4 separate regions of the Mus musculus genome follow, and all the other regions are linked to region 1. The links are chromatin contacts, called in public HiCAR-type, HiChIP or PLAC-seq and promoter capture Hi-C maps. All regions are on one chromosome and are shown on one strand. Each heading gives the region's core, a stretch centred on a gene start, on an enhancer-like site or on the middle of the called end of the contact. The rest is flanking DNA. Distances are from core to core; before and after follow the strand shown. Region 1 holds the start of Sltm (SAFB-like, transcription modulator). Region 2 holds the start of Polr2m (polymerase (RNA) II (DNA directed) polypeptide M). Region 3 holds the start of Aldh1a2 (aldehyde dehydrogenase family 1, subfamily A2). Region 4 has its middle 4.4 kb from the start of Gm46120.

The links. Promoter capture Hi-C pulls out the DNA fragments that hold promoters and counts their contacts. HiCAR-type assays count read pairs that join an accessible place to other places. HiChIP or PLAC-seq counts read pairs in DNA pulled down with a chosen protein or histone mark.
Region 2: a HiCAR-type map of astrocytes shows a contact between it and region 1, with 4 times the contacts expected there. The contact joins the promoter of Polr2m here to the promoter of Sltm in region 1. A contact is called at or near these places in 1 of 39 promoter capture datasets (pre-B cells) and 2 of 115 datasets of contacts at active chromatin or transcription factors (astrocytes and cardiomyocytes).
Region 3: a contact with region 1 is called in a promoter capture Hi-C map of pre-B cells, with 4 times the contacts expected there. The contact joins the promoter of Aldh1a2 here to the promoter of Sltm in region 1. A contact is called at or near these places in 3 of 39 promoter capture datasets (hippocampal neurons, liver and pre-B cells), 1 of 484 Hi-C or Micro-C datasets (embryonic stem cells), 1 of 115 datasets of contacts at active chromatin or transcription factors (large pre-B cells) and 2 of 9 other capture datasets (liver and macrophages).
Region 4: an H3K27ac HiChIP or PLAC-seq map of large pre-B cells shows a contact between it and region 1, with 3 times the contacts expected there. The contact joins the enhancer-like site here to the promoter of Sltm in region 1. A contact is called at or near these places in 16 of 39 promoter capture datasets (the 3T3-L1 cell line, 3T3-L1-derived adipocytes, the C10 cell line and 12 more), 1 of 15 datasets of contacts at CTCF or cohesin (pro-B cells), 2 of 484 Hi-C or Micro-C datasets (bone marrow-derived macrophages and pre-B cells), 8 of 115 datasets of contacts at active chromatin or transcription factors (bone marrow-derived macrophages, cardiomyocytes, embryonic midbrain and 5 more) and 1 of 9 other capture datasets (embryonic stem cells).

The regions. Positions count from the first base shown.
Region 1 is chr9:70,540,315-70,546,259 of GRCm38.p6, reverse strand. It overlaps Sltm (SAFB-like, transcription modulator), which reads right to left and starts at 3,545. Exons shown (of 21, transcript NM_025690.4): 1 at 3,179-3,545; 2 at 2,203-2,290. The coding sequence starts at 3,340.
Region 2 is chr9:71,483,566-71,489,510 of GRCm38.p6, reverse strand. It overlaps Polr2m (polymerase (RNA) II (DNA directed) polypeptide M), which reads left to right and starts at 3,528. Exons shown (of 4, transcript NM_178602.3): 1 at 3,528-3,827; 2 at 5,706-5,945. The coding sequence starts at 3,715.
Region 3 is chr9:71,213,284-71,219,228 of GRCm38.p6, reverse strand. It overlaps Aldh1a2 (aldehyde dehydrogenase family 1, subfamily A2), which reads right to left and starts at 3,440. Exons shown (of 14, transcript NM_009022.4): 1 at 3,266-3,440. The coding sequence starts at 3,382. Gm3458 (predicted gene 3458) reads left to right here and starts at 3,843. Exons shown (of 4, transcript NR_110518.1): 1 at 3,843-3,982; 2 at 5,190-5,240; 3 at 5,490-5,529.
Region 4 is chr9:71,061,804-71,067,748 of GRCm38.p6, reverse strand. No RefSeq gene overlaps it. Among named protein-coding and RNA genes, the nearest start is that of Gm46120, 4.4 kb to the left of the region's middle. Within about 2 kb of position 2,213, at least 20 of the 459 cell types and tissues checked have an H3K27ac peak or open chromatin away from gene starts, as enhancers often do.

The DNA.
Region 1 (5,945 bases), core at 2,296-4,795:
GATACAGTATCTCTGAAACAAGGCAGGAAGGCATTATTAGCTCTACCTGTTTAACTGCTTTCTTAATACACACCCAAGTAATACGATAGTGACTCTCAACGGGAGAAGCTTTCATCTAGGTTACTTATTAAAAAGCTCCCAGGAAAGAGACTGTAAAAAAAACTGAGAACTAATCCATGACATAAACTATTTGATATTAGCTACATATTATTACAAATACCAGAGCCCACTACAATGTAATCCATACCATGGACTTGTGTCCTTCTAACTGTGTGGCTTAAACTCTATTCTATTCTATATTTAAGACTGTAAACTCCTTTTCCTCTAACCTATCTGAGCATAATCATTTAACATATTTCAGGTAGAGGAAGAACAGTAATAAGGACTAAACCCATGGCATGGCCCAGAGTTTTACCTTGAGACCAAACATACACTGTTTATGTTTTTTACATATATATTTAATTACATATATACCCAGAGCTACAAATATAAAACAAAATAAAAACTTCAAAATCAAACAATAAAAGCATGTATAAACTGAATAAATCAGATGGCATAATCAGTACTAAAATCATTAACTTGAAACGCAGCTTGTCTGCTATCACCAAATTATGTGAATCTGAAACCTATACAAAAACATGGTCATTCCTGACGTAAGTTTTTTGTTGTTGTTGTTTTTGTTTTTGTTTTTTGAGACAGAGTTTCTCTGTAGAGCCCTGGCTATCCTGGAATTCACTCTGTAGACCAGGCTGGCCTTGAACTCAGAATCTGCCTGCCTCTTCCTCCCAAGTGCTAGGATTAAAGGCATGTGCCACCACTGCCCAGTGACATACTTCTTTTTCACATGAAACAACTCCTACTTCACCAGAAGCTTCCAAGGTGAAAGGAATTTATCCCTCTAAATTTAAAAGCCTCAGGTCTTCAAGACGACTTAGTTAACCTTCTAAAATTGTATAGCCATATTGGCATTCCTATTGACCCAGGAAACTCTTATCCTTTTTTAATTTCTTCAGCACACACAGGGAACTCTTGAATCAAGAAATGTCAAATAGTAAGCTGACCAGGTCCTGAGTCATAGTGCTTAAGATCAAAATTGAAGATTCTCTTCTATAAAATTTAATCATCTTGGCTTTGGTTTAGTTTGGTTTTTGTGTTTTTGGAGACAGGATTTCTCTGTGTAGCCCTTGCTGTCTGGAACTTACTCTGGAGACCAAGCTGGCCCCCAACTGGATATCTGCCTGCCTCTGCCTCCCAAGTGCTGAGATTAAAAGTGTGTGCCACCACCACCTGGTCTATTCAATCATCTTATTCCCATCACAACTGTGTATAGATCGGGTACAGCAGTTAAGAAAATTATGTTCCTAACAAAATGACACAGAAGTCCATGACTTATTCTGCATGGAAACTATAGATACCAGGCATCAGACAGTTATTTGTCTACTCTCTGTGACAGTTTATGAGAAGCGGAAATTTGCAACTATTCAAATAAGATTATACTCACCAGATGTTTTTAATAACTAATTCCCATTTATTATCAAAATATTCATGTGAAAATTACCTTTCGCTATTCACATCAGATCATTCTGCCCTGGAAATACACAGAGCCCAATTTAAAAGCTACATTAAAAACCTAGTATCCCCATACCTTAAAACTTCTTTAAAGCTAATCAGTTGTGGGGTTTTTGCTTTTGTTAGTATGATCGATGAGGTCTTTTGAATTTCACTGAAAATTATTAGACTGCATAATGGAATAAATGGGAAATAAGCAGTATGTCAATTAAAACATTAAACAAAGGTTACAGATCTTGAATATACTAGAGAGAACAGCAAAGAGCCAAGGAAAGGTCTAGTGGGAATTTCACCAAAACTCTGCCAATTGTGGGGCAAGGTAGACATGGATCAAACTGTATTTCTTTCTTCAGATATTCCTACTATGAAGGATCGGTATGCAACTTAACTTTGTACCTTTCCCCAGAATCAATAAAGAACTTTCTTATTTTCTGGTCATCTTCAGCCGAATCTGAAAGGCTGCAAGTTACTCAGAGCCTGCTAACAGTAACTTTCTTCCTTGACCCAAGAAGGCAGAGTGCCAGAGGGAAATAGCAAAGAATAGCACTATATAAACAGGGCGAGTGGTACAAGAGCAGAGCCAAGTTATAGAACCAAAATATATTTTAAAATATGTTCAGAACTCGTAACAACCTTTGCCTTTGGTTGGTTTCTTGTTTGGAGTATCAGTTGAAACAGTTAATTCAATATTATCTGGATCGCCTCCTTCCTCTTCAATAGCCTACATTAGAAAGAGAAGTTAATATGCTACACAAACTATCTAAACTTATTTTATAAAAACTTAATGAAAATATATTACCAAACCTCCAGCCTCAAAACATTAGAATTGCCAGTTATTTTACAAACCGACTTCACAAACGAGTAATTATGCTACACAGAAAGGGGTGGAGGGTGTCATTGAGTATCGAAATGTCCTGGAACTTGAAATTCCACCCAGTCGATGGTTCCATGTCACATATACTGAACAAGAACCTAAATATGTTCTATTACAGAAAGTTTGTAGCTACTTAAATAAGGAAGAGTTTTCCTAACGTATTGCGTACACTTGTTCCCGTCTCCGATTCCAAGGCTTCACGCGAATAAACCTGAAAGCTTAACAGGACTGAGAACGTGGATGATTACGCTGATGCAATCAGAAATTAAGAATTAAAAATAAATCAGTTAAAAGCCTAGTGGGGAAAAAAAAAGATGAATCTTCCCTTCTCATCCACTCATCAACTCCCACTACGGATTTCTCTGAACAGGGGTGAAGAAACGGTTGGACACAATTAAACGGTAACTTCGGCCAAGTCAGCAAACTAACCATCGCCTCGGAGCCCGAGAGATGCACGCGCTGCGCACCGCCCGTAGGCCGGGGTACCCAGCGCCGCCCAGGGTCTGCAGCTCCACCCTCCGCAGGCCGCAGAGCCGATGGAGAGGGCGTCCCAGGGGAGGCAGGGGGCGCGACCGGCGGCGGCTCGCGAGGCCGCTGGAAGGCCAGGCTCCTCGCGGAGGCGCGGGCCCCGCGCGCCGGGCACGCACAGGCACCACCCGGTCCGCCCCGACCGCGGAAGCGTAGCACCTAAACGGCGCGGCCTACGCTGCCCTGCGCGCAGCGTCCGGGCCTCACCTGCTTCAGCCGGGAGACCAGTACCGTCTTGACCCCGTTGATGTCCAAGTTGCGGCGCTTCAGCTCGGACCTGAGGTCGATAACCCGCAGCTCCGTGATCTTCTTCCCTTCCGCCGGCCCAGAGGCGGCCGAGGCTACCACGGCCCCGGCAGCGGCAGCCATTTTGGGAAAGCAACGCGCTGCCGAGGCAGCTAGTGGGCTGCAGGGCGGCGGCGGCGGCGGAGGAGGAGGCAGCGGCGGTGGAGGCGGTGGCCGCGGCAGCACCAACTTCCAACCCGGGCCCCGGGCGGCCAGCGGCGCCGCGCTACGCTGCGCACAATGAGCCACTGACCACGCCCCCCCACGGGGACCACGCCCCCGACTCTGCTCCAGCGCAACCTGCAGCGGCACCCGGATGACGGGTGCGCGTGCGCACTGAGCAGGCATGGAGGGGGCGGAGCTCGCAGCGGACCGGTGGCTCGGCCTCTGGCGTGGTCCCGGGAAAGTCTCCGCGTGTCCAACCGCTCAGCTGTCCTCGGTACCACGGTTCCCGCCTCTCCATTAGCCTCCTTCTCCTCTCATCTCTTACCTAGAGCCATCGCCACTTGAGAGGCACCCCATAGTAGGGAGAGTAGGTGCGTCTCTTCACCGAAATGAGGGGGCGTGTGCGCCAGCCTTCCCGGAAGAAGTACGGAATCATCGTGGAAAGGTGGTCGGGGTATACTAGTGAACTTAGGTCGGCGGGTTCCGCCCCGGAACGCCCAGCGAAACCTGAGGCCGAGAGCCCAGGGGACAGTGTCACGCTGTGACCCCCTGAAGCTTAGCCCCTCTTTGCCTGAAAACTACCAGGCAAACGTCCTCTCCTCGTTTGCCTCAGCTTGCCCATCCCCTCCGACGGGCCTGATGGCTCAATGAAATTGTTCACAAAAGGAGAATAACTTAAAAGTATATGTTGCCCTGATCCTATACAGTATCCTCTGCCCTGCGCCGCCAGCATTTGGTATGTCAAGGACAGGGGCCACTTTATGGAGAAATAGCCCGCATAGTATCTCTTAGTAATTTTAATATTATTAATCATCACAGCGTAAATATCTATAGAATTAACACAAAGTTGGACAAAGTTAGGAAACACAGGGAACTGAATTAACATTTACTGGTGGGTGATGTTTTGTAAAGGCAAGGGTATGTTTTGTAGAGCGAGGTATAGAGCGGTGGGAGGGACTGCCTCATCCGGCTGATGCTGAGGCATCCCCACCCCAGGTACCATCCATAAGACTGGTCTAGTATAGAATAGAGTTTATTTGGGGGTATGGCAAGGGGAGCTGAGAAGGGAGTAGAGGCAGAGAAAGGGAGAAGACAGAAGAGAAGAGCCCGGCCAAGAACACGTGGAGGGGGGAGGGGAGAGGAAGAAAGGAGTCAAAGGGGGGGGGGGGACATTCCCATCCAGGCCTACCTGGCTGTTGCTAGGTAAGTGTTGGGCGGAGCCTAGAAGGAATGCTAAGGTGCTAACAAAGGTGGGGTTGAGGTTGTTTTGTTTTACATCTTTCTCCAGTTTCCTGGTTATAAAACTTAAATTGGACTGGGCAGTGGTGGGACATGCCTATCAGCACTAAGGGGAGAGAGGCTTGTGGATCTCTGAGATACACTACACTCCAGCCTGGTATCTGCAGAGTGACCCAGGACAGCCAGGGCTACACAGAGAAATCCTACCTTTATAAATAAATAAATAAATAAATAAATAAATGTGAGGTGTGCCTTACTTTGGGTTGCTACACACAGAGGAATCCTACCTTTATAAATAAATAAATAAATAAATAAATAAATAGTAAGGGTGAGGTGTGCCTTACTTTGGGTTGCTCTTTCTGAATCATTGGTTCAAATGGAGGAAAACTGGACGTTATAAAATCATACCTGGCAGTCAGTCAGTTCAGCATTTCTTTATGACTTTTAAGGAATTCTGGGATATAACAACCCCTTTAATTCTTCCCAGCTGCTAAAAGAGATTAAGTGACTTATAAAATATGGCTTACACATATGGCTTGTGTGTGCCAGTGCTGTGCTAATAATCTTAGATCTTCTGATTCCAAGTTCCACTCTCTTATACCACAAATTAGTTTGTCACACTCACCAAATTTTAGAATTCAAAAGATTCTTGATCTTCCATACCAATTTCATCCCTCCATATCCCTTCACAATAAATGAAGATGTTAAGATTTGCCTAAGGGCCAACAGCTATTGGCCATGGTTGCAGTAAAACCTTAGGTGTTATTCTATCATTGTTCTTATCTTGTCTTCTGGAGCAGCATCTGTGGATTCTCTTAGCCAGGGATCATATTACTAACTCCCAAGGTAATGATATAGCCAAAGGGAAGGAATTTTTATTCGGCTGTTTCCTTTTAAGAACAAAAGGGGGCCTCTAATAGTGAGTAAAATGAAGATCTATGTATTCTTATCTGATACCCTTGAGAAAGAAGCACTTTCCCAAATGCTGAGACTGCTTCCCTCAAATCAGGTAAAGAGTAAACAGATAGTCTTCAGTTCTCAGTGAGATACCTGCTCTGACCTCTTTGATAGCACAGCATGATGAAAGTAAAAGCAGAGAGACAAAAAGGACCAGAGAAGGGACACGCATGATGTATATTTATTATTTGGGTCCTGGCTCAGAGAAGAGGAGGACAGTAGTACAGAGACGACTGGAAGCAACTCATGAGCTTGTGTACTCCGTCAGTGTTAAGTGTGCACTAGGTTAGGATGTTGTAGAAAGTCCTAGCAGAGGTAAACAGTGTCA
Region 2 (5,945 bases), core at 2,279-4,778, 940 kb before region 1:
TTGAATTTGCTTCATGCTTTTTTTTTAAAAAGATTTATTTTATGTATATGAATACACTGTCTTCAGACACACCAGAAAAGGGCATCAGATCCCATTACAGATGGCTGTGAGCCATGTGGTTGCTGGGAATTGAACTCAGGAGCTCTGGAAGAACAGTCAGTGCTCTTAACCACTGAGCCACCTCTCAGCCCTGCTTCATGCTTGTTAATGACCTTTGGGAACTCTGAGTCCATCCTCTACCTTACTATTCTCTCAGTCTTCATGGATCATGCCAGCTGTTCCTGGAGAGAATATTCTCCATGGTGATTTTATATATATATATATATATATATATATATATATACACACATATATATATATATATGTACACACACACACACACACATATATGTGGGGAGCCGCCCTCACATTCGCCGTTACAAGATGGCGCTGACATCCTGTGTTCTAAGTGGTAAACAAATAATCTGCGCATGTGCCAAGGATAGTTCTCCACCCCATGTGCTCTGCCTTCCCCGTGACGACAACTCGGCCGATGGGCTGCAGCCAATCAGGGAGTAATACGTCCTAGGCGGAGGATAATTCTCCTTAAAGGGGACGGGGTTTCCCCATTCTCTCTCTTGCTTTTGCTCTTGCTCTTGCTCTCTTGCGCTCTTGCGCTCTGGCTCCTAAAGATGTAAGCAATAGAGCTCTTGCTCTCTTGCTCTCTGGCTCCTGAAGATGTAAGCAATAAAGCTTTTGCCGCAGAAGATTCCGGTTTGTTGTGTTCTTCCTGGCCGGTCGCGAGAACGCGTGTAAGATATATACACACACACACAAATATGTATATATATGACAACAGCAAATTCAAGGGAGGTTTATTTAGATGCACACTTTGAGGACGCAACACATCATTGTGAAGTCATGGTAGCAGGGGTGCAAGGAGGTCATTCACATTGTATTGCAGTCAAGAAGCAGAGAGAGATGACTGCTGGTGCTAGCTCAATCTCTCCTTTTTTATTCAGCCCTAGACTCCAGCCTATGCAATGGTGCTGCCCACAGTTAAAATGGGTCTTCCCATTTCATTTAGCCCAGTCTAAAAACTCCCTCGCACACATGCTCAGAAGCTGTGTCGAGCCTGTTAAGTTGACAATATTAATTATTGCACTACCATAAAAATGTTCAGTGTGAGATCTGTGATATTTCTGAAGTGTGTCCAAGCCAGAGTACTTGGGCAAAAGGGCTAATGGCCGGAAATTTTAACGCAAAATGAAACAAAAATTAACCTGTGAGGAAGTGCTGGAACAGCTGGAGCTCACAGACAGTGCCTGTGCAGTGAAAACCAATAGAGGCACTGTGTACAGATTGGTGACTTCTTAGAAATTAAATATTCACTTACCCCATGGCTTCTTAAGAAGTTAAACATCCATTTACCCTAGAATGAGGCAGGATAGAAAGAGGGGGAAAGCTATGGCGACGGGCAGGAAGGGAAAGAATCCTCTCACCCCAGAGTCTTGTTGAAGTCTCTTGCCAGCTGAGAAGCAAGAACTCTAGCACACCTGCTTCAAAGGCTGCTGGCAGAGATCCCTTTCACAGAGAGGACTTGCTGTTAAAATAGCAGTGAGCCAGACTTAAGTCCTGGATGTGTTCTGCTTTGAGCGAGTCCTTATTTCTTCCCTAGACATTTTTCTGGGATTTCAAACAAGGCTGTTAACTGTGTTTACAGTGAAGGTGTTCTACCTTCCTGCATCCCTCTGATCTATATTTTCACCTTATCAGTTATAATCTTGTCAGTGTATGTGAGGGAGCTCAGTAAAGAAACTGCCAACATGACTGCTCTGTTATTAGGCTTGGGATTTTTCATTGTGGAATAAGAAAGAGAAACCATCCAGAGGCATCGGAAGGGTCCAGAGCAGAGAGAAAAAGCAGATTGGACATGATTGGGGTAGGGATACAGCAGAGGGGAAGAGAATAATGGAAATAGCAAGAGATAAGTTATAGTGAGAGAGCACAAGAGAAGTGTGGAGTGAAGAAACCACATGGATTAGAAGTAGGAAGATCAGCTGTAGGGAGGACTCCTTCTGGGGATGGTAAAAACACCTCACAAGTTCTTGAAGAATATTGGCTTTTATCTAATCACCAAAAATTCTTCTATCTTCCAAAATGAGTTCATATCTGATATATGGGCTTCCTGAAACCTAACTGTCCAGAACTAACTACATGCTGTGGTCTCTTAGATCTCTTAGCAATGCTTCAAAGATAATTGTTTCGAAGTCCATCAGGTATAAGTGTTATAAAAACAATGAAATGTGACTCTCCCTGAGAAGCCCATGCCCATCTCTGGGTATATGTTCCATTTGAGCACTTTTATATCTCTGAACACTCATACTTAGGCCTGTATGAAAATATTTTTTATTAGACTCCTATTCTCCTAGTCCTGAATATTTTCAGCATCAAAGTTACAAACCCTGGTTTGAAATCCCTAAAAGATTAGAGGAATTTCTCAGGCCGTGGAAGTCAAGAGTGGAGCCGTTCTTCCTTTCTATTCCCTTTGTTAATATGGCTTAATAAGCCCACTCTTAAGAGAAATGAGAGTTTATGTTGACATGAACATCTATTAAAAATGTTGACAGTGACTTGATCTGTGATCATTAAGAACTGAAAACAACTCAAATATCCTTCAGCATAAACACACAACTCACAATGCAATACTGCCTAGCAATAAAAAAGGGGCAGGGCAGCAAAGCCCGAATCAGAAACTGTCCAACTACTTGCCAAAGACGCTGTACTATTTTGCATCCTCTGCTCCCCCATTAGCAGTCTGTAGGAATCTCAGTCGCTCTTCATTATTTCCAACAGTTGACATGGTCGACCTTTCTAATTCCTGATATTCTGACTTGCTCAAATATTCAAATCTTGTTTTGTTTGAGACAGAGTCACTTTGCAACCTCGAATTCACTATGTAGATCAGGCTGGCCTTGAACTCAGTCAGCCAGACTTAAAGGCATGCACGACCATACCTGACTATATTGTTTCTAATATGCATTTTATTATAGCTAGCTATATTGGTCACTTGTTATTTTTTGAAGACTAAATTATGTTAATGTGTGTGTGTTTGTGCGCAGGTGTCTGGAGAAGCCAGAGTTTGTGAAGTGCCCTGGAGCTGCAGTCTAAAGGCATTTGTAAGCTACCCAACAGGGGCACTGGTACCCAAACTCTGGCATACTGCAAAAGCAGTATGCCCTCTTAGCCACTGAGCCATCATTATAACCCCGTTATTTATTTTAACTGTGATTAATGTCCATTCAGGAATCCCTGTAAATTTTTTGTCCAAAACTTTGATTGCTTAATCGTAGATGCGACGCTCTATTACTTTCGTCATATTTTACTTATTAGAAGTGAGTTTGTAAGTCTTTGACTTGAGTGTCCTATATTTCCCAGTGCACAGGCGAAAAGCCGGGAAAGCAAAAGGCCCATCCAGAGAAAGCCCGCCAAACCCAGACGCCTTGGCGGTGATGTAACTTCCGCCCCTGCACGCTTCCTCGGGCGTCCCCTCGTCCTGGCCTGTCCGTTTCCGGCATTTCAATAAAGCTCCCTTCGGCTCGGAGAAGCCGTGCTCTTCCGGGAAAATGGCGACTCCCGCTCGCGCTCCAGAGTCGCCGCCGGCCGCGGAGCCAGCGCCCGCCGTGGGCCCCGCCGGGGATCCCTGCCCGCCGCGCCAGCCGCAGCCCGTGCGCAATGTTCTCGCTGCCCCGCGGCTTCGAGCCCCCAGCTCCCGAGGACTTGGGGCGGCAGAGTTCGGCGGAGCTGCGGGAGAGGTTGAGGCGCCAGGAGAGACTTTTGCGCAACGAGTAAGCGGTGGCCCTGGGGTCGCGGTTGCGGGGGATCGGGATCAGGGAACAGGCTCTCAGGGATCGGGATCCGGGGACTTGGTCTCCCGCCCCGCCCCGCGGCCTGGCGCGCGAAGGTGACCTTGCGTGGCCAGGCCTCCCGAGCCAGGCCTGTCCTGTGCGCGGGCATGGCTCCATGCTGCCCGGCCCTCACTCGGCAGCCGCGCCTGCTCGATTTCATGTTCGCACTACAGCTTTGAACGAGCTCCGGTACCAAAGCCTCTTGATCGGAACGTGTGGGATTTCCTTCTCTCTATCTGAAGCCCCACTCTTTCCCCAACCATAGATTTGGAGAGCGGGCTGGAAAGTTTGGTTCATGCGTAGTGGGGAGAAGATGATAGCTGATTGCCTAAAGGCAGCTTTGTTTAGGAACAGGATTGAAGGAAGACGCCAAAAGGATATTTTCTGAGAGGTTTTTTTTTCAGCAAGGAGGGAAAAATGGACCATGAAGGCAATCGAGGGATTGGGGGAACTGGTGTAATAATTTGGAGACAAATATATATTAATAGTTAACAGGTGGTTGAAGTTTCTGGGGAGCAACAAAGAATAATGGGAAAATTGGGAGAGAGGGATGGATTTTAGGTTAATTTTTTATTTTGGGCGTATTCAGTTGAGGGAGTAATTGCAGGCATTTAGTTAATTAAAAGCCAACCGATTAAAACCCAGAGGAATGAGTATTAGGCACAAGAGAGAGAAGGCTGAAAAAAACCGAGAGGAACTCAGTTGCAGAGAGGCATTAATACTGTTGAAAACGTGGGAATAAATGTATCAGGAAAAATAGAGGACCCAAGGTTTAGCCCCCTTCTCCTGTTTGTTATATAACCAAGGAAAAGAACCAGAAAGGGAATTTTTGTCACTGAGGGAAAGGAGCCAATGACCATTTGGCAGGAGGGGTTCCTACTAGAAACAGGTAGGTATTTTGACTTTTCAAGATTGGGTTGTTAATTTTAGCAGTGAATTAACCTTCTGGTCTTGGAACATTTTTATACTCTTTAAGAGTTATTTGGCATCTCAAAGAACTCCTGTTTATATATGCTGAGTCTAGAAATATTAGCAGTTTGCCAGAAGCAACTGAGAATTCTTTCAAACACAGAACCACATAAGCAAGTCCATCTTCCTTTGTAAGATAGTGATGTTATCCCATTATGTAACCTCTGGCATTCCTCAGTTCATCGGGGTTCAGAGACCATGGCTTAAAACCCACTGGTCCTTATCATATATTTATTGTACAGGCTAACCATGTTTTCCTAAGTGCTTAAGACCATTATTTTATATTTTTAGGAGGCTTGGAATGTATGGGTAGAGTTAAGACCCAAATTTAAATATAAGTTTCAGTTGTTTCTTACACATGGCTTGAAGGTAATTTTATACCATGTTCCTTATAGCTTGGGGGGGCGGGTTGAGGGGTTCAAGACAGGGTTTCTCTGTGTAGCCCTGGCTGTCCTGGAATTCACTTTGTAGACCAGGCTGGCCTCGAACTCATAAATCCGCCTGCCTTTGCCTCCCAAGTGCTGGGATTAAAGGCGTGCGCCACCACGCCCTGCTCATAGTTTGGGTTTTGACTACACCTCATCATCCTGTGGTCAGGTGTGAAACTTTCCACCCTGAGAGAATTTCATTTCCCATTCAGAGCACTCCCTTGGGGGAGGGGTTAGAATAATTTTACGTGTTTGGTTATTGTCTTAAGCCAGATTTTTTAAAAATCAAAAAAAATTTTTTTTAAACTTTTAAGAGCCAGCTTTTCTTTGATTCCATTTTGCCTTTTAAATACTGTGTTCCCCATGTTTAAAAACATGCCTGTAATATGTATGTGCTGGTTTCTTTTTTTCCACTCCACAGAAAATTCATTTGCAAATTGCCCGACAAAGGTAAAAAGATCTCAGACACAGTTGCCAAACTGAAAGCTGCCATTTCAGAACGTGAAGAGGTTAGAGGGAGAAGTGAACTGTTTCATCCTGTTAGTGTAGACTGTAAGCTAAGGCAAAAAGCAACCACAAGAGCTGACACCGATGTAGACAAGGCCCAGAGTTCTGACCTGATGCTTGATACTTCATCATTAGATCCTGACTGTTCCTCAAT
Region 3 (5,945 bases), core at 2,191-4,690, 670 kb before region 1:
AAGTAAGTGAAATAAAGAAATTCTGTAAAGACGTGGAAATCTGCGAAAGGGAGAGAGAAAGAAGGCAGGGAGATCCTGGGACCCCACCCCGCCCTGAAGTCAGGGGCAGTTCTTAGGAGAATGCTAAGCCTTAGTTTTACAACGTGTATGCTCCCACAACACGGCTGGCAATACAAAAACCAGGCAGATGAAACAGAAATAACTCAGAAAAACTAACTGAGAAACACACAGCTAAATGCAATCAGACCAGCTATTGAGCAGTCTCAAAGAACACAAAGGAGCATACGTTCTCTCAGCTCCACACGGGTGCCCTCCATGCTTTTTTTATTTTTATTTTTTTAATACTAGTATTCTTTCTTGACTGTAAGTCTTGAAACAAACAACCCCCCCCCATTTCTTAGCAAGAATCATTTAAGAAACTGGGGGGTCTAGGTTCCTGTTTAAGAAGAAAAAGAAAATAGACATATTCCAAAGGCATTACAGTCATTTATCCTTAGTCTAAACTGGATACGAGAACTCGGAGCAAGCAGCAGGCTTATGTTATTTTTAATGGAATGCAATTGCCTAAAAGCCAATACAAAGCCACACACACGCTCTTTCAGAATGCTTCGAGGTTGAACTTTGCTTTTATAGCATTTTGTACAGAACCTTTGACAGAAAATGGCATTAACATAATATTGACTATTTTTTCCATTCCCTTGGAACAAGAAGTAAAAGGATGAAAATGGCAGATAAGTGCAGGATCACAAATGCAAAATATTCTAAGAACATATTTTTTAAAATTCTCATAATCTGACCAGTTATGTTGATCACTAATTAGTTTATATTCTTGTCAAATCACATAGAAAAATCATATTATAGTGTCATTCAATAAGAACATGTTTAACAAGACAAAATTAATTATAAATTTATTTGCTGCATAGTACCTTTATTTGATGCAAATGTTTTGTTTCCTCCTTTTCAACAGATTCCCAAGGCATAATATCTTTTAAATTTTTCCTAACAAATATAATAGCATTAAAGGATTGCCCATCTACCTTGTTCATCGCTCTGTTTGAAATTGCTAATACATTTCTCCCCACTTTTGATCATGAATGAATTTTTAAAAGACCTCCCAACTCTCTTTTGAAGAGAAAAGAAAAAAAAAAACTTAGGCTACCAAAAGAGCAGTCACTCTGTTCTTTCTGTTAAAATAAAATGAACTAGAACGGGTTGTTCGCAGTTCCTGTCTTAGAAAGTGTAGAAGTCTAACTAAAGAGCTGAGCACAGAAGCTGCTGGGAGCGTTCACAGATACCTGATTTTACAAGTTTTTGTGAAAGAGCTCGCCTGTAATGTGTGTTACTCCACCATTTATGAGGGTTGTTTGTCAAGACAAAATATAAGGCGCCTCCTCCCCACAAATTAAAGAATCAAGTTACAATCCATTATTTCATTTCTGATTGTTTTTCTTGGTAATAAGTGGGAAAGTGGATACTGGATAAAAGTCTTCATGGAGCTAAAAAGACTCCGACATTAAAGGCTCCAATTAGCTATAAATCAGTTGTCTTTCCTACTGGGGTAGAACAAGAGAGAGAAGAGAGGGGGTGGCTAGAGAAAAGGAGAATTGGAGGAGCTTCCAAATGAAATTCTGAAAAAAGATATCTACTGCAGACTTTCAGGGGCTGTTAAGATAATCTGATCAAAAGTAAGTGTAAAACAAACCCCCGGAATCACGTGTGGATCTTGCCTTTTAAGATCTCTAAAGCGCATCTGAAGAGGTTAGGGACCCTCATAAAACAAAACTTTTATGTGCAGGCTTCCCTGGCTTGTTCCTAAACCCGGAGATGTGCCACACACTGGCACTATTGTTATGCAAACAATGCCTAGAGGGCTATAACCATTAACGACCTCTCATTAAAATGGCTTTCAAAAATTTGTCACACCATCTAAAAGCTAACAGGTACATTAAATCCACATTCAAAAATACGAATCCTACAAATCCTTATTCTGAAACTCAATGCAACAAAAATTCAGAAACGATGTTTTTGCATTTCTCTTTCAACCGTAACAGTTGTCACATGCGAACAACTTAACTTCTCTGCTTTTCGCGTATAGTGTAATGCCCGCGATGGAACACTTATCAGCTGTATCGTGTGCGCGCGCTGCAGTTAACTGGCGAGAGTTTGCGGTAGGAATGAAAATCAAATTAAAAAAAAAAATTCTAAAATGAACTCTCAAGAAGTGTGGCTTTAAAGGCTACAGTCGCCTTTTTGCTATAACATTCAATCCCTTTGTGTATGTATTTCACAAATTTCCCCCGTGGATTTTTTTTCCCTGAGAACGGTGGAGTGGTAGGGGATCAAGTCACATGGGGCAGCAGGCGTGTATTGCTTTTTAATGCAGTTTAACAACAATAATTCGTGCTTGACAAACTAAGATGTCAGAATTCGTTAGGAAAAAAATCATTAGGCTTATCAGTGCAAAAGTGAGCTCGCTAATTTATGTGACTTGAGTTATTTTCCCTTTTTCTAAAATGTCCATTGCCTACAAAATCCCGAGGAAATCCTGGCATAGACCTACTGCGTCTCGGCCAGGTCCCCGCGAAGTCTGTGGGACTCCGGTCCTGACAACCCTTCAGCGACTCCGCTCTGAGGGAAGATAAGCCCGCGCGGCCGCGCACCTCCGGACCCGAGGGACCGCGGGGCGACACCGGACCGCAATGCCACCCTGGCGGTGAACCCCACTCTGCTCTGAGACCGAGGGACAGGGAGAACTGCACCCCGGTGGGCTCTGAGGAAACCCAGGGGAACACCCTCCTCAAGCCAGAGCCCGGACTGCTCTGAGGAGACCTGGGGGACCCCAGAGCCAAACTCCATTTGCTCTGATAAAACTTGGGGGCTCGCACAACCGGACTCCGGTCTGCCCTGAGCTCTAAGGGACCCCAGAACTAAGCCTCGTTCTGCCCTAGGGACATCTAGGACCGGACCCTAGCCGGCTCTAAAGAGTCATAGGGGACTCCAGAACCAGACCCAGGTCTGCTCTGGGAAATCCCACCTCCCCAGGCAGTCCCGAGGTCGTCACCACCGTCCGCCGCCGCTGGCGATCCCCGCGCTGCCTTCTGTTTGGGACCGGTTCTCCCAAGACGCTCCCTAAACCGGGGCGGGACTTGAGAAGCCCGCATCGCGGTCCCCGCGGAGGCGCGGAGATGACAGGCGACCTCCGGGCCCCCGGCCTCTGAAGGGATCCAGAGGATGCTTCCAGAAAGCGTCCGCCGGACGGCTTTACCTTGGTGTACTTGATCTCGAGGTTGGGCGTGGGCGACGGCAGGAGCTGCAGCGAGGCCATGAGCGCGGCGGGGTCGGCCTTCACCTCGCCCGGCATGGCGATCTCGCTGGAAGTCATGGGCGGCCACGGGTGGGTGTGCGCGGGGCGCTGCGCGGCCGGGGCGCGCTCGCTGTATATAGGCAGGTGTCAAGCGGGGGGCGCTTCTTATTGGACGTGCGGCCCACAGGCGCGGGGGGCCGGCCCAGGAGGACATTTGCATACGGCCGCGCGCGGCGCCCGCACGGTCAAGTCCGCGGCCCACGCTCCCGCGGGCGCGCCCGGGGGGGCCTCGACGGCCGGAGCGCAGCCTCGGCGGGACCGCGCTGGCCGATGGCAGCCCCGCGAGCCTTAGCGCTGGTCGGCCGGGAGGAGAGGCGCCCGAGCCGCGGCCCCGCCGAGCCCCGCGCCCTTCCTAACACTCGCTCTTCTCCTCCCCCGGGGTCCCGAGCAGCCCGAAAGAGCTTTCGCTCAGCCTTCCGCGTGGCGCGAGGGGCGCGTGGCCGCTGGGTGGGGTGATAGATGCTCCCCACACTCCCAAGGAGAACCTTCTGGAACCGCCGACGCCGCGCTGGCCCCCACCAGGCTTCTCAGCCCAACTGCTGCCCTCTGCCGGCCCCGCGGCCTAGTTGTGCCTGAGGCCGTGGGCTTCATCTGCCTTGGGTTGCCTGGATATTCCAGGTCTTGATGGTCTCCTTCCAGCCCTTTCCTTTCCTCTTCCCATCCACACCGGGAAACACTTGGGATTTTCTGTTGCTCTTCCTGTCAGAATCTCCGGGTTGAGCTTCCATCTCCATCCCTTCTCGTCTTACAAGCAGCCTTATAGTTGAGTAAAGATGGGCGCTGATCAGGAATCAGTAGCCTAGACAGTTCACTCCAGATAGCGTGGGAGAATCATTGGACCAATATCACGAGCCCATATAGATAGCTCTTTATAGGGCTTTCTGCCTCTATCCCCATGAAAATCCCACAGCCTTATCCAACCTGACTCTTCCTGTTTTTCTATGGAAGACTCTCAACTCCCAAGCAACTGCTTCGCTCTTGCTCAATCATTTCTTTGCATGTTGTTCACTACAAAACACTTACTTTAGATGTGTTCATTAACTAAAATTCCGTAAATGATTGGTGCTTAGATTCTGTGCAGACAGAATGCTGTTGTCTTAATTGAATTTGTGAGACAAGTTCCAGGCTCCGAGAACTCTTTATAGGGTATCTGCCTAAAGTGACCGAGCAAGCACTACGTCGTCGTCCTAGAGCAACAATACAGCCTAATTTAGGCAGTTGAAAAATTCCTATTCACAGGGAACGTTTATGGCCAAAGAGTGTGTCTTAATAACCGAATATACTCCTAAGAATCGCCTTTATTTAAGCTGTAGAAGACTGAGAAAGAATAAGAAGAATGGTGGGGAGGTAGCTCTGTAGGTAGAGTGCTTGCCTAGAACGCTGGGTTTAGTTGCCAGCACCACCTTGAACTGGGGTAGAGATGCATGCCTGTAATTCCCAGCATCCCACTGGATGGAGGCAAGAGGATTAGAAGTTCAAGTTCATCCTCTCTTACAGGAGAGAAGGAGCGAGGGAGGAAGAGAGGGGGGAAGGGGAAGGGGGTACAGAGGAGGAACGGAGGGAGGGACAGAGGAAGGGAGGGAAGAGGGAGGGAGGGAAGGAAGGAAGGAGGGAGGGAGGGAAGGAGGGAAGGAGAGAGAGGGAAGGAGTCTGTTGGGGAGGAGGATGATCTCAGGGTTTGGTGAAGGAAGAGCAAACACCCCAGCAAAAAAAATAGTTTTTGGTGCTGTTCTTTGTTTTGGTTTATTGTCGAAGTTGTTGTTTGAGGTGTTTTGTTGTTGTTCATTTGTTTTGTTCAAAGGTGTTTTCCCCATCTTCCAAGCAGGGCACCATGCTGGAGGTCACTTTAAGACAAGATGAAGAGCCTTGCTCCTGGGTAAGCTCACCACCTTTCCTGTAGATCTATAGATAACTGTCTGTAAGAGGGACAGCTCTCAAAAGTGGAGCAAAGACAAGACCTTGGTGCTCCACCTAAGTGGGAGGCCGGGTATCTAGGGAAGCTGACCTTTTGCCCTGCTTGTGGCTAGGGAAGTGAAACTTCACTGGTAGAGGTGGGAGCACTGCTGCCTCCGCAGAGGCTGCTGCAGCAGCAGCAGCTGAACAGAACTGTTTGGGAATGTTTCAGGGAGCATCGGCTGCAGCTGGAAGAGCAGCAAACGAGGCTGGTAAGTCAGTTAACTCCAGGTTGTGGGAACCTTAATGCTTCTGGGGAACTTAATGATGGAAGTACCGAAAAGCCATTAGAAGTCTTTGAGGAAGAAAGAAAAGGGGGAATCTTGTGGGCCGGATGGCTGAAAATGGTCTGGAAGGAGTGTCTGAAAGCATAAGCCAGAATTTGCACTTTTGACCCAACTCTTCCATTTCTTATTTGCTACCTGCAATTGGAAAGGCCAGTCAGTATGTGGATCACAGGATTTATCAACGCTTGATGCAGATAAACTGAGTTCTATCTTGGAAGGTAAGGGAGTGTGTCTTGACTTAGCATCTCTGGTCATCTCCTAGGTCGTGCTCAATGACAGCTGGTTTGAATTGTTCCCTCATGGCCCCTTTCCCTTAACACTTTGTAATTAGACAGTGAAGT
Region 4 (5,945 bases), core at 964-3,463, 520 kb before region 1:
GAGCCTAGAGCATGCTCATCTGGGTTCCTATTGCCTTTAGAAGCACTTTCTGAAGCCTCAGCCATTGCAGATCCAGCCTGCTGGAAGCATTGTGTTTCCTACCTTAGGACTAGAATTAATTAACACAGACATGGTCATTTGCCAATTGGAAGTTCAGTCTGGGTTTGGTAGTTGGAGACAATTTTGGTGAATTAATTTGTTATTACTTAGTAAACACTGGTCATTTGGCAGACAAATCAATGAAAACAGGGGCCAAGGAGTAAATGCATCATAAGGCTTTTGTTGGCAAAAGGGTTGGAAATCACAGAACCAGGGCATCCTACCTCCTTCCAGATCCAGCATCTGGGATGTTTTCTTCCAGAAACAGGGAAGAGGAGCAGTGTGAGCTGCTGGAGTGGCAGCTGTGGTGACAGCTTGTAGCTGGCGAGATTTGGAGGGTTTGAAGGGAGGCATGTCCAAGACTCCTATCTGATGCCTCGGCCCCTAAGACGTAATTTCTGACAGGTTCCCCAGCATCTGAAGCCACCGAAGAATAATGTGCCTTAAACGCCTGTCACTTGGTTGTCTAGTATTTGGTGATTTTGTGAGGGTAAAAGCCTTGCCCTAGTCATTATGAGTCCAGGAGGAGCAGAGGCTGATAGAATTGTGTTCTACTGTATGTGAGTCATGTCTCAATAAAGCTGTCAACACAAATAAAGCGTTCGAGTCCATGTGCCTCTAATATCAGCTCTCACTATGGACTCTGAGGCTCATCAATAGAGCTTATTGCTGCGCAGAGGAAAGTGGTCCCTGGAGCTTCAGTCTGATCCTGCTTAGGCCACTCAGTGTGTCCTTGTTGGCAGTGCACACAGGCACCCAGGGTACTGGTACCTCCCTGAATGTAATAAATAAGGCATCTCATCAAATCAGGCCTACAGGCCAACAGCGCATAGCTAGTGGATTCCCTACAAAGCACATCTGAAAGAGTGGCCTGGTGCCTAGAGAGGGAAAGTTGTGCCACGTTGCAATAGGAGGCTGTAGTGCATGTGTGTTGGAATCCAGCTGTGGTTCTATGTCCTCCGTTTCTTCCCTCTCAGGGTTTCCAGATGTCACTGTAACCAGGCCAGAAGGTCGACGCTGAATCTGGAATGAGTGGAATCTGCAGGATTCTGGTCCAGCTGGGAGTGAGTGTTGGGGGTGAAGGTGGAGCTTCTCTGATGATTTTTTGTGAAACCGCTCTCTGAAACTCTCTTAGCTCGTGTGAATACCTTTATTCAGGGTGGGTTCTATACATATACTTTATTCGGGGTGAACCAGGACTATAATATATGAAGAGTGGAGAGTGGGAAGGAGATTTTCTTAGGGGAACATTTCATTGGCTAGGGATATCTCATTTGCTTGGAGAGGCATTACAGGAAGTTGAACCTGTGATTTTTTTTTCCAGGAATTACCTGATGTTCCCCAGGTAGAGTGTGGGTTGGGCTCCCCAGATCAGGCGGAGAACAGGAAGCTCCACTAAGCAACGGGGGAGTCCTCCATTTTACGAGGACAAGCTCAGAAAAAGCTGTCTGGACACGGTAGACTAAATCTTATTAGCAAGATGCAACAAAAGTCATGGCTGGCGGAGGTGGTTCACTGAGGGCAGGTCACGGGGGATATAGGATAGCCTGTTTCTGGTTCATGTGACTTAGGAGAGACCAAAGCAATGTGACTTATGCACAAAGCTCTTCTCTCCCTGAAGAAGGGTTTTGTAAAGAAGCCTACTTCTGGCCTAAGCTCTCTCGAACTCCTAATCTATGTGAAGAACAAGCCCTGCATGAGTTTTACCATCACACAGACAGACCCACGCTCCCACACCTTCCCCACCAGGATGAACCGTTCCCTTTGAACTGTGAGCCAAACGAACCCTCTCCTCCCTTTCCTTGCTTCTGTGTAGTGTTTGGTCAGGGAGAGGAGAAAGGGTTAACAGCAGCCTCCAGCCCAGTTCAGATCTTTGTGCCTCTGGGCTAAAATGCGCATGGTTTCTGAGGGAGACAGAAGAGCCACAGGCAAGCCCTCTCATCATCTGCAGTGCCCAGGATGCCTGAGGCCGCAGATGGAGTAGGAAGGACAAGAATGCCTTCAGGAGACTGAGGAAAACCAGAAGCAGAGGTACAGTTGTGGTGCCTTTGATCTGTGTACCACACGCCCATCTCTCCACAGCGTGGCAACCAGCCACGCATGGCTGATTAAGTCCACAGGTGCATTTTCACATGTCACCAGTTATTGACTATTATCTCTCTCCCCACAACCAGCCATCTGCCCTGGTATGCCAGATCAAAATAAATCAACAAACAAAAAGTGGCAGGCAGCTGCTACCTCAGGGATATTGCAGCCAGTGCTAGACTGACTTTTTTTTTTCTTTTTCTTTATTTCTTTTCTTTCTTTCTTTTTTTTTTTTTGTCGCTATTGTTTTAAGACAGGTTCTCCTGTAGGCCACGTTGGCCTTGAACTTGCTATGTAGCCAAGGATAATCCTGAATTTCTGATACTCTGCCTCCTCTAGTGCTTTGGCTGCAAGCATGTGTCGCCACACATAGCTCACGTAGGGTTGGGAGGTCGAATCCAGGGCTTTACATGTAACACACAGCCCTTTACCTATGGGGCTATAGTCCCAGTTCACTAGTAAGTTTGAGTGTTCTTTCTTCTTCCTCAGGTGACCAGGTGGCACTGTGTGTGTGCGTTTCTCGTTTAAAGTAACACGAGCTAGGCAGGTTCAGGCCATATGAGACAAGGATGGCTATGAATACTGCCTGACCAAAAAAATCATAAATGTATGTAAGACACTCGTCTGTGTGTGTGTGTGTGTGTGTGTGTGTGTGTGTGTGTGTGTAACTCGATTGCATGGTTCTTGAGGTTGAACCTTGAAAAGTCCAATGCTGGGTTGCAATGTCAAAAGGCAGTCATGCCTGAGAGGGCTAGTCATTTTTCCTGCATTCGCCCACACCAGCTCGTACGCGCCACGCATTGTGGATTTTGGAGCCTCCTGTTCTCTTTTCTTTCCACTCTTGTTTCTGACAGCTCTCCACAGAGGCCGCTCACCATCTCCCATAGCCCTTTCTCCCCTGAGTCAAAACCCATTAAACTCCCCCTGCCCAGAGCCATGGTTAAAAGCTGCCCCAATGGCTTGGTGGTGGGGAGTGCCACCCTCACATAAAGTGCCTGAAGAGACACAGAGAGATGCATTTCGCTGGCCTGCTCATTTTTAAAAGCAATTTCTAGCACTTTTCCCCTCTGCTGCATCCCACCAGGTGACAGGAAGGCTTAAGGATTAATTGGTTGTGACATCCCAAACATCTGCTCCCCGTCCCTATGGAGGGCTCTTGACCAACTTCAGGCTTAGCCTTAAGTTCCATGACTTTGAAGATGAAAACAATAGCCAATGTGAATAGAAGCAATTTCAGTGGTTTGTCCTCTCCATCTTCTGAGGCTGACAGCTGAAGGGAGCCACAGTCACTCACTGGCTTGCAGGTGTCACAGCTTGCTTTCTTCCCTTCTGGCCTTTCTGTGATTCAAGGACATTTTTAAAAGTAGCTTGGGGCTGGTGAACAGCTGGTTGCTGCTTCCTTCAAGAACATGCTAAGAACAGTGTGGCACTGGCTTGTGTTCTTTGCTTTTCTGAGGGGTGTGTTTAAATGTGCCAAATGTCTGTGCCTTGTGTCATTATCTCCTCCTTTCTCCCAAGCTCCATGAACGACCTCCCCCTACCCCACCATCCCTGACCCCTACATGCACCCCTTCCCCCACAGACAACTTTGTTCGCTTCCTTCAGCTGAGATGGGGAGGCCATTGCCAAACTCACACCTCAGAAAGCAGAGACAAGATGGCTGCACTTGATTGCAGAAGAAAACAGATACCTCCCCCAGCCAACAAGAACTACCACAGGCCCTGAGCAATGAGTGGGACATATTGGGGGACACAGTACACCCAGGAACAAGAAGTTCACCAAGAGCTCCAGCCTCTACAGGGAGTGCAGGGAGAGGTGTTACAAGCAGCCACCAGGAGGCAAACATTTCCAGTTAGAGATGGGAACTGGGAGAAAGTTCCCAGCTAGGAGAATCTTGGTAGAGCCCAAGAAAATGCCTCACAAAACAAAGAGCTTTCAATATACACTGTCCTGAGGAACACAAGGCCAGCTCTGGATCCTGGCCAGCTCCACCTTTACCACTTGGGGATGCCTGGTGAGAAAAGAGGTAAAGATCTACCACAGATTTCTTGAGGCAGACAAAATTGAACTGAGACTGCGTTTTGTGTATTAAAGTGGCCACATCAATCAACAGTGAGCTGGTTCATTACAGGCCTGCTGGAGTGTTTGGTTGGTTGGTTGGTTGGGTTTGTTTGTTTGGTTGGTTGGTTGATTTGTTTGGTTGTTTGGTTGGATTTGGTTGGTTGGTTGGTTAGTTCGTTTGTAACTTGGGATGGGGAGCACATGTCCATCAAATACACTTAAAGCTGGAAAGGAAAATAAACTCACAGGCAGATCATCCTAGATGTCAGGCTGTGGTCTTGCCGGTCACAGACACCATAGCAAGGAGTCCAGGCCCTGCAGACCTCATTCTCCCGTGGAGCCTCAGGAACAGGAGAACCACAGAAAGCTAGAGTTGTAGGACTGGGGTGTGGGGATGTCCCCTCTGTGATGAGAACTTTCTCTGCTTTCATATGAGAGCCCCAGCTAAGCCGCCACTTGAAGGAGTGACAGAATTCCACTTTATTTGAAAGACCCAGGACTTACTTTTTGTCTAACTGCAGCTACTCAATTGAGGAACAAAGGGGACGAGTGATCCACCAGGAGTAAGCAAGAATCTTGACTTAGAGATCCAGGCCCCCTCCACAGCAACTTTGACCTCTCATCTAGGATCTTTCGTGTCATCAATCAAATTTCTGAGGAACTGTTTCACTTTAGACTTGGCAAATAATAGAAATTTTTTTAAAAAATGAAGATCAGTAAGCAGAAGTTGGAGAGGGAGGATCTGTAAGACATGGTGGTCTCGCTGCTTGAGACAAGCTTAGCCTGTGAGGTCCTTCTGACCTTCACAGTGCCAGGTCTCCAAGGGTGTCTATGGAAAAAATGGATTCTCAGTGGCCATGTCATCCTAGGATACAACCAAGACTCTGGATGTTTAACAGTGGTTGTAGTGATTTAGTTGCCATGGTAAGTTTGGACTCACAGAGTGATCATATTTATTGGGCCAAGAATGTTTGGCATGGGTAGATTTTGGCCCTGGTTGCTCCCAATGACTGAAGGCCATTCTGAAGGGACATAACAAGGGAGCCTGCAGGCTGAGAGGTGACTCATCTCTTTTCAGCTAGAAAGGGCAACTTCCAAGCTGTGGAAGATTCAAATGGCAAAGGAAGGCACCCAGGACATAATCTATTTCTAGAAAACAACTAGGGAGAGACAGGATATGGGTGGAGAGATGGCTCAGTGGTAAAGGGCACTCCCATGTGCATAAGCACACACATCCATAATTAAAAATAAGTCTATAAATGAGGTAGGACATTTGCCTACACAATGGATGGCATTCAGCATGAGGTGGCCAAGAGATGTTCTAAAAGGGGTACTCTATAGCTTGAAACACAGAGAGGTCAAAGTTCAGGTGATGAGGCTACTGAACTAAGCATATAACTCATAATCCTGAGGGCAAAGGTGTCAAAGAAGCTGTACTAACTTGGGAAGGTCTGGGTACTCCAGCATGGACCCTTACAAGAAGTGGCTCTGACATCATAAGCAGCACAATTCCCAGAACATATAAATTCTAATGTATACTACCTTTGCTCATATATGAAAGTGCTTCACCACCAGGGTCAATTTTGGCTCCAAGGAGGGTGGGTGACAACATATGCAGATGGTCCTTGTGGCCACCACAAGAAGTATGTAGTTGGGTGCTAGGAACACCCAATAGCCCAAGGAGACCATTAACCAACACA